2 separate regions of the Sus scrofa genome follow, and region 2 is linked to region 1. Evidence: chromatin contacts called from public Hi-C data. All regions are on one chromosome and are shown on one strand. The core of a region is the stretch at or near the end of the contact, and the rest is flanking DNA. Distances in the headings are between cores, read along the strand shown. Region 1 has its middle 67 kb from the start of ABHD5. Region 2 has its middle 9.8 kb from the start of TOPAZ1.

Region 1 (3,271 bases), core at 612-3,111:
ATGGCCACTAAAAAAAAAAAACGCATGCACAACCTGAAAAGTTGAGAGTTGTTTTATTCGGTGGGCAACACCGAGGACTTAAGCCCAGCATCTCAAGTAACCCTGAGAAAACTGCTTCGAGGAGGCGAGGGGGGAGCTAGGATGTATAGGAGTTGCGCAAAAAATGCGGGTGGTAGGAACAAAAGATTACTGCTAGTAACAGACAACTAGATGTCTCAGGTTAAGAAATTAGCACTTTTCCATGTATGGGGAGACCAAAGGTCTGGGCTCACCAAAATCCCTCCTTTGATGTGCACCTCAGCTATCGGGGGCCAGTATCCTGTGTTTTCACCTCCTGAGTTTCCTCTGGGCTCACCTTGGGAGTGGCTGCAGTCTGGTGGCTGCTGGATGGTGGGTATTCTTTGTTTCCTCCCTGGGTTCCCTCAGGGCTCCTCCTTGGAGGTGGCTGCAATGGCTGATGACTGTGACATCTTTGCTTACTCATATGGCAGGCAATATTTTATTTCTCAGTGCTACAATTCTGCTATTCTTCCTGTGTTTAAAATATTTTAAAGGGACAGAAAAATGGAAAAGAACAGCTCTCTGATGTGAATTCATGAAGGAATCCTTCCATCACACACCACACACATACACACACACACACACATTTGTTTTGACACAAGCTAATTGTCCACCCCTTTCTCCCTTGCCTCCCATCACTAAAATAATTTTCTCTGTACAATTTATAAAATCACAGTAAGTAGTCTTAGGGCTTTTTAAAAATTCAATGAGTTTTCTTATCAATTTAATTATTTCAGCACATTGTTCAAGTTAATTAACTTTCATTGAGTTGATTTACTCTTATAGTCCAAAAAAGGTTTTTAAGCTCCACAAAAAAAGATTTGTAGAAGTCAACATAAAATTACTTGTTTCTTATTGAAATTCTAGTTTTAAGAATATTTATCTGTATTACCCAATCTCCCTGCTGGCTACACCCAGATAAACTCTTAAAATTTTGTGTTTCCTTTCAACTGCTTTTTTTTTTAAGTGAAGTGAAAATAGGTGATTATACAACTTTTCATTCTTTGTTCCAAGACTGCACCATAGGAGTTTCTGCTGTGGTGCCACAGATTAAAAATTCAACTGTGGTGGCTTAGGTCGCTGTGGAGTTGCAGGTTCAATCCCTGGCCCAGGAACTTCCATTTGCCATGGGTGTGGCCAAAAAAAACAAAAAAACCAACAAAAAAAACTGCACCATGAGTATTTTTCATATCATCGAGAACTCTAAGTGTAATTATTACTATTATTATTTGTTCTGGCCACACCGATGGCAGTCAGAAGTTCCCAGGTCAGGGATCAACCCTGTGCCACAGCAGTGACAACTCCAGGTCCTTAACCCCTAGGTTGTCAGGGAACTCCCTCTAAGTGTAGTTTTTTGTTTTTGTTGTTGTCTTTTTAGGGCTGCATCCATGGCATATGGAAGTTCCCATACTAGGGGTTGAATTGGAGATGTAGTCACCAGCCTACACCACAGCCACAGCAAAACCATATCTGAACCATGCCTGCGAACTGCTGGATCCTTAACCCACTGAGCAAGGCCAGGGATTGAACCCACATCCTCATGGATACTAGTCAGATTCATTTCTGTTGAGCCACGATGGGAACTGCTAAGTGTAATTTTAATGGCTGCTCCTCATCCATTGCAATAGAGACCATGAGCTGTTTACACACTCGCTCCTTGCCAGCAGTTTGCATATTCTGGCATCCCCGTGTCATAGTGTAAGGCAAACATGTTTGTGTGTGAACTTTGGCCCCAACTAGGGCAATTTCCTGGAACTGGAGTTACCAGGTGAAAGGGCACACTAATGTTTAAGGTTCTTGACATCAGCTGACAAACTGCCTTCCAGAAAGGATATAACAGTGTGACGTGGCCACCAGAGAGAGTCTTTGCTCCAGCCAGCTTGGCAAGAAATTACGAAACCCATCTCAGGGGGTTAATTTGCTTTTCTATTATCAGTAGTGAACTTGAATATTTTATCCCAACTGTGTTGAGCATTCTTTTTTTTTTTTTTTTGTCTTTTTAGGGCTACACCCTATGGAGCATACGAAGCTTCCCAGACTAGGGGTTGAATCAGAGCTACAACTGCCAGCCTACACCACAGCCACAGCAACTCTGGATCCCAGCTGAGTCTGCGACCTATACCACAGCTCACAGCAACGCAGGATCCTTAACCTACTGAGCGAGGCCAGGGATCGAACCTGTATCCTCATAGATGCTAGTCAGGTTCGTTACCGCTGAGCCACGATGGGAACTCCTGTTTTGAGCATTCTTCTGTCCATTTTTGCCTATCCATAGTCTTTCCAGTGCTATCTCTGGGGTCAGCATTGTCTCCCCATCACAAGTGTAGGCACTTTTTCTACTCGGGGCAATATCCCTTTGTCTAATCTGTCTTTGAAGACCATTTGCCCCAGTTTACCATGTGCTTCTGCCCAGGTAGGCAGATCTTGGCTGGGATCCTTTGGATTTGCTTCTCTCTCCAGGTTTCCAAACAGCTTTTTGTCCTGTGACCTTTGTTCTGTGATGGGTCCAGGGAAAGTCATTGACTTTCCCTTTTTTTTTTTAAATCTTAAGGATGAGAGTAATGACTTTCAAGTTCTGTACATGTCAGAGTGGAAACCAGAAGAGATTTATTTTTTCAGGAGTTTTTAAATTCTGAATTCAATTTCTCTAATGGTTAGAGGACTATTCGACCATTAAAGAAGTTGCATCTGTCGTTAAAATCTCCCCCCCGAAGATCTCCAGGTTTCTGCGTTTCCCTGGAGGAGTCCACAAACACTGAAGAGTCCTATAACCTTGATTTGTTTAAAAAATGCTCTGCCTGGATGATTTTCTAGTTCTAATCCTCTTTTCATTACCATAGATTTTCATTTGAACCTATAATGTACTTCACGTTTGTGTGTCTAGTTATGGATATGGGCTGAAGTTATTTTAACTTTGCGCACTTAATCACCATATTCATTTTGTATTTTAGCATATTTTCTTATCCTTCAATTTGAAGCTTTCATTCCCTTTCCTTTCTCTTTCTCTATATACTATGACTTTGCTGATGGAATTTTAAACATGCAAATATAGGCAAATGATCCCTTGTACCCACTGACTTTGAGAGTAGCCTGGCATGGCCCCTTTGGATTTTCACCAACATCAATTAAAAACAAAACATGACAGGAGTTCCCATTGTGGCTCAGTGGTAATGAACCTGACTAGTACTCATGAGGAGCTGGGTTTGATCTC
Region 2 (3,255 bases), core at 176-2,675, 490 kb before region 1:
GAACTGGGATCCCACATCATAATACTGTATGCTGCAGATTAAAAAAAAAAAAAAAAAAAAACAAACAAACAAAAAACCCAAAAACCAAACTTCTTATTCCTGGGTCTTTGCTTTGAGCTCTGTCTGAGCTAAGACAATATCTAACTGACATTTTACATTCACATGCCCAAAATATTACTCTGGATTCCCCCACTCCTCCCATATGTTCCTCAGCTCAGTAAAGGGCAACTCCATAATTCCTGTTACTTAGGTCAAAAGTAGACTCATTCTGGAATCCTCTCTCTCAACAGGCCCACTCCTCTAACTGCATTCAATTCATTAGCAAACTGTCTGCTTTCCTTGGAAATATTCAAAATTTCACCATTTCTCATCATCTCCACCACTTCTGTCCCCTAGTTAGGCCACCATCCTTTCTTTTCAGACCACTGTAAACAGCCTCCTAACTTATTTCCCTATTTCCAAATTTACTACACTATTCTTCACATAGCAGTCAAGTTGATTCATTAAAATGCAACTTGTTTCTGCGTCCAAACCCTCTAGTGGGTACCTATCCCATTTAAAATAAAATTGAAAGTCTTTCTGATATTCCATGGGCTTTGCATAATCATACCCCTGGCATCCCTTTGCCCTAATATTTGACCCCTTTCTTCCTCCTTGTGATGCCCTAACCCACTGACCTTCTTGTTGACACTGGAACATGCTAAGTGTGTTCTCGTCTTGGGACTTCTGTGTTGCTCTTTCCCTGCCTGGAATGTTTCTTCCCACCAGAATCCATCATCTTTATATCATCCTCATGGATAGAATTTAAATTTTAAAACTGAGAACCGTCTTTGGAGGACATCTCACTTTAAACCTTGTGAACAATACGATATTATCATAGTTCACACACTAGGAAAGTACAGTGTTTCACATATTACACATAAACACGTCATGGATCTGGCTGGTGTCAATGGATTGATTCAAAGAGTTTTTATTTACAGAGAGGATTAAATCACACTAGCAGGAAGCAGGTGTGGGGGAGTGGGACGACAGGGTGGCGTGATCAGATAGAAGATCAGAGAATGTCTGCCCCTAAGGCCAGACTGTTCTTGGTGCGGGTTGGGTGCTGGCTCAGCGTGAGGGTGGGCCAAAGTTCAGGAAACTGGAGGGACAGAGAAGCTTAACCAATGTTTGGTAAACAAGCATTTTGTTCCAACTGATTAGTGGGGACACACACTTTGACTAATCATTTATGAGGCAAAGAAAGGGAGTTTTGAGGGTCTGGGCTTGTCATGGGTAAATAAGAGGCACCTGTAAGTCTTATCTGCTAAAAGGGAGAAGGTGGTTCTTTGTAGTAAGCAGTTTTCTGGAAGACAAAGGGTGGGGGTGTTCCTTAACCTTCCCTGTCCCACAGGATCACAGGACAAACCTGGGTAAACATCAACACTGGCACCACTTAAAGAGGGGAGATTCCCCCACGTGCTTTCCTGTCACTTGCCATTCTCCTCCTGGCTCTTTCAACACGTGCCCTGTGACACGCTCATCATGTCTTCCCCAGCCCCCAGCTGGAGCAGGGCCTTTTTCTGCCCCGCTGTATCCCCCCTGCTGCAATAGTGCCCCACCCAGAGCAAGTCCCTAGTACATGTCAGCTGGATGCATGGGACCTGAAATTCTCCTTTTTGAGGGCTGGGTGGAATGGTGCGGCTGTCAGAGTTGAGGCTCAGAAAGGCTGATCTGGAAGGGCTGTGTTTCAGGAAGGAGACGTCCAACCAGAGAGCCCTCTCCACAGCCCTCGTGTTAGAGAGAAACCCTAGATAAGCAAGCAGCAGATTCAAGAGACCCTGAGGAAGAACAATTCCCCTTTGAAAGCCAAGAAATGTCATCTTCCTCTCCTTCTTTCTCTTTTCCTTCTTTTTTTCCTTTTTAGGGCCACACCTGCGGCACTTGGAAGTTCCCAGACTGGGGGTCGAATCGGAGCTGCAGCTGCTGGCCTACACCACAGCCTCGGCAATGCTGGATCCTTAGTCCACTGAATGAGGCCAGGGATCAAACCCACATCCTCACGGATACTAGTCAGGTTTTTAACCCGCTGAGCCACAACAGGAACTCCAAGAGTGTCTTTCTGATCTCTTATCCCAGCACCCATTATGATGCCTGGCCACTGGTTGATCTGTTGAAATTATAGTTAACATTTATGGGAGCTCTGTGGATATTCATGGGAGAGAGTGGCCACTCTGCTGAATCCTGTCCTCTTGTGAGAAGGTGTTTTCTGACCGATGCCTGGCAAGGGTGGCTTCCAGGAAACCAGTAGAAGAGTTTGATTTGGACTCCATCCAGTTGAGAGATGCGAACTGGGACCTGACCCCTGCCTCACAAAACTAAAGTGAACCACGAATGGGGCCTGATACCCTTCTACCCCAGAAAATGCAGAGTGGGAAAGAGCTGACTCTCTGCCGTGATAGTGGAGCCAGCAGGCTGATCAGGTTGGGATGGGTCTGTACTCCCAGAACTAGTCAGGGCAGGGGACTGGACAGCGGCCACCATGCACCCAATGTGGACCATACAGGAGAGCGCTGACCTGAGGAGTCTTGTCCAGTCTGGTAGGGCCAGCTGGTAGGATGGGGTGTCCTTATGAGGAGGAGGCTGAGTGCCCAGGGGCTAAGAGTTTCAAGGACCACCTGGCATATACATGTACCCACTCAGGTTGAGGGACAAGAGGTGGCTCTAAAGAGCCCATGAGAGGTGGCTTTGATCACTGCATCTCTCTAAGACAACTAGTAAGAGAGGAAAAGCAAAGGGTGGCAGGAAAAGCAGTGAGCTGAAAAAGTGGGGCAAGGAGAACAGGGAACGTCTTCTCCCACTGGAGGCTTCCTCATGGGAGCAGGAATGAGCTGAGAGGGGAGACAACTTCATGCCAAGCCAACTGACAACCGAGGTTGTCAAGACTGAGACCATCACATGAGACTGGACAATTTAATTTCTGTGACTTAGACTATGGCTAAGAGCAACAGAGGACTGTCTGTGAGTGAACAGAAAATTCTCATCCTGCCCAAGTCAGCATCTAGTCTCAGGAGAATGTTATTCCTCACTGAAGAAAGTCTGAAGGACAGAGGGAGACAAAAGGATAGTTGTGGTCCCACACCTATGTAATGCTTGCTCCATGTACAGGTTCTACATTTGTTAAATAATCATGATTTGAGACACCTACGGGATATGACATTTAATATCCCCCATCAGCCCTACAAGGAAGGACTTGTTGCCACTGCAGGATACTTG

Evidence for each region. Hi-C and Micro-C count contacts between places; a contact is called where the count stands out from the background.
Region 2: a contact with region 1 is called in a Hi-C map of liver, with 20 times the contacts expected there. The contact joins two enhancer-like sites. A contact is called at or near these places in 3 of 47 Hi-C or Micro-C datasets (liver and skeletal muscle).

Annotation. Positions count from the first base shown.
Region 1 is chr13:27,072,186-27,075,456 of Sscrofa11.1, reverse strand. No RefSeq gene overlaps it. Among named protein-coding and RNA genes, the nearest start is that of ABHD5, 67 kb to the right of the region's middle. Within about 2 kb of position 1,861, at least 6 of the 83 cell types and tissues checked have an H3K27ac peak or open chromatin away from gene starts, as enhancers often do. A contact at or near this core is called in liver, where this site is marked.
Region 2 is chr13:27,563,246-27,566,500 of Sscrofa11.1, reverse strand. No RefSeq gene overlaps it. Among named protein-coding and RNA genes, the nearest start is that of TOPAZ1, 9.8 kb to the left of the region's middle. Within about 2 kb of position 1,425, at least 4 of the 83 cell types and tissues checked have an H3K27ac peak or open chromatin away from gene starts, as enhancers often do. A contact at or near this core is called in liver, where this site is marked.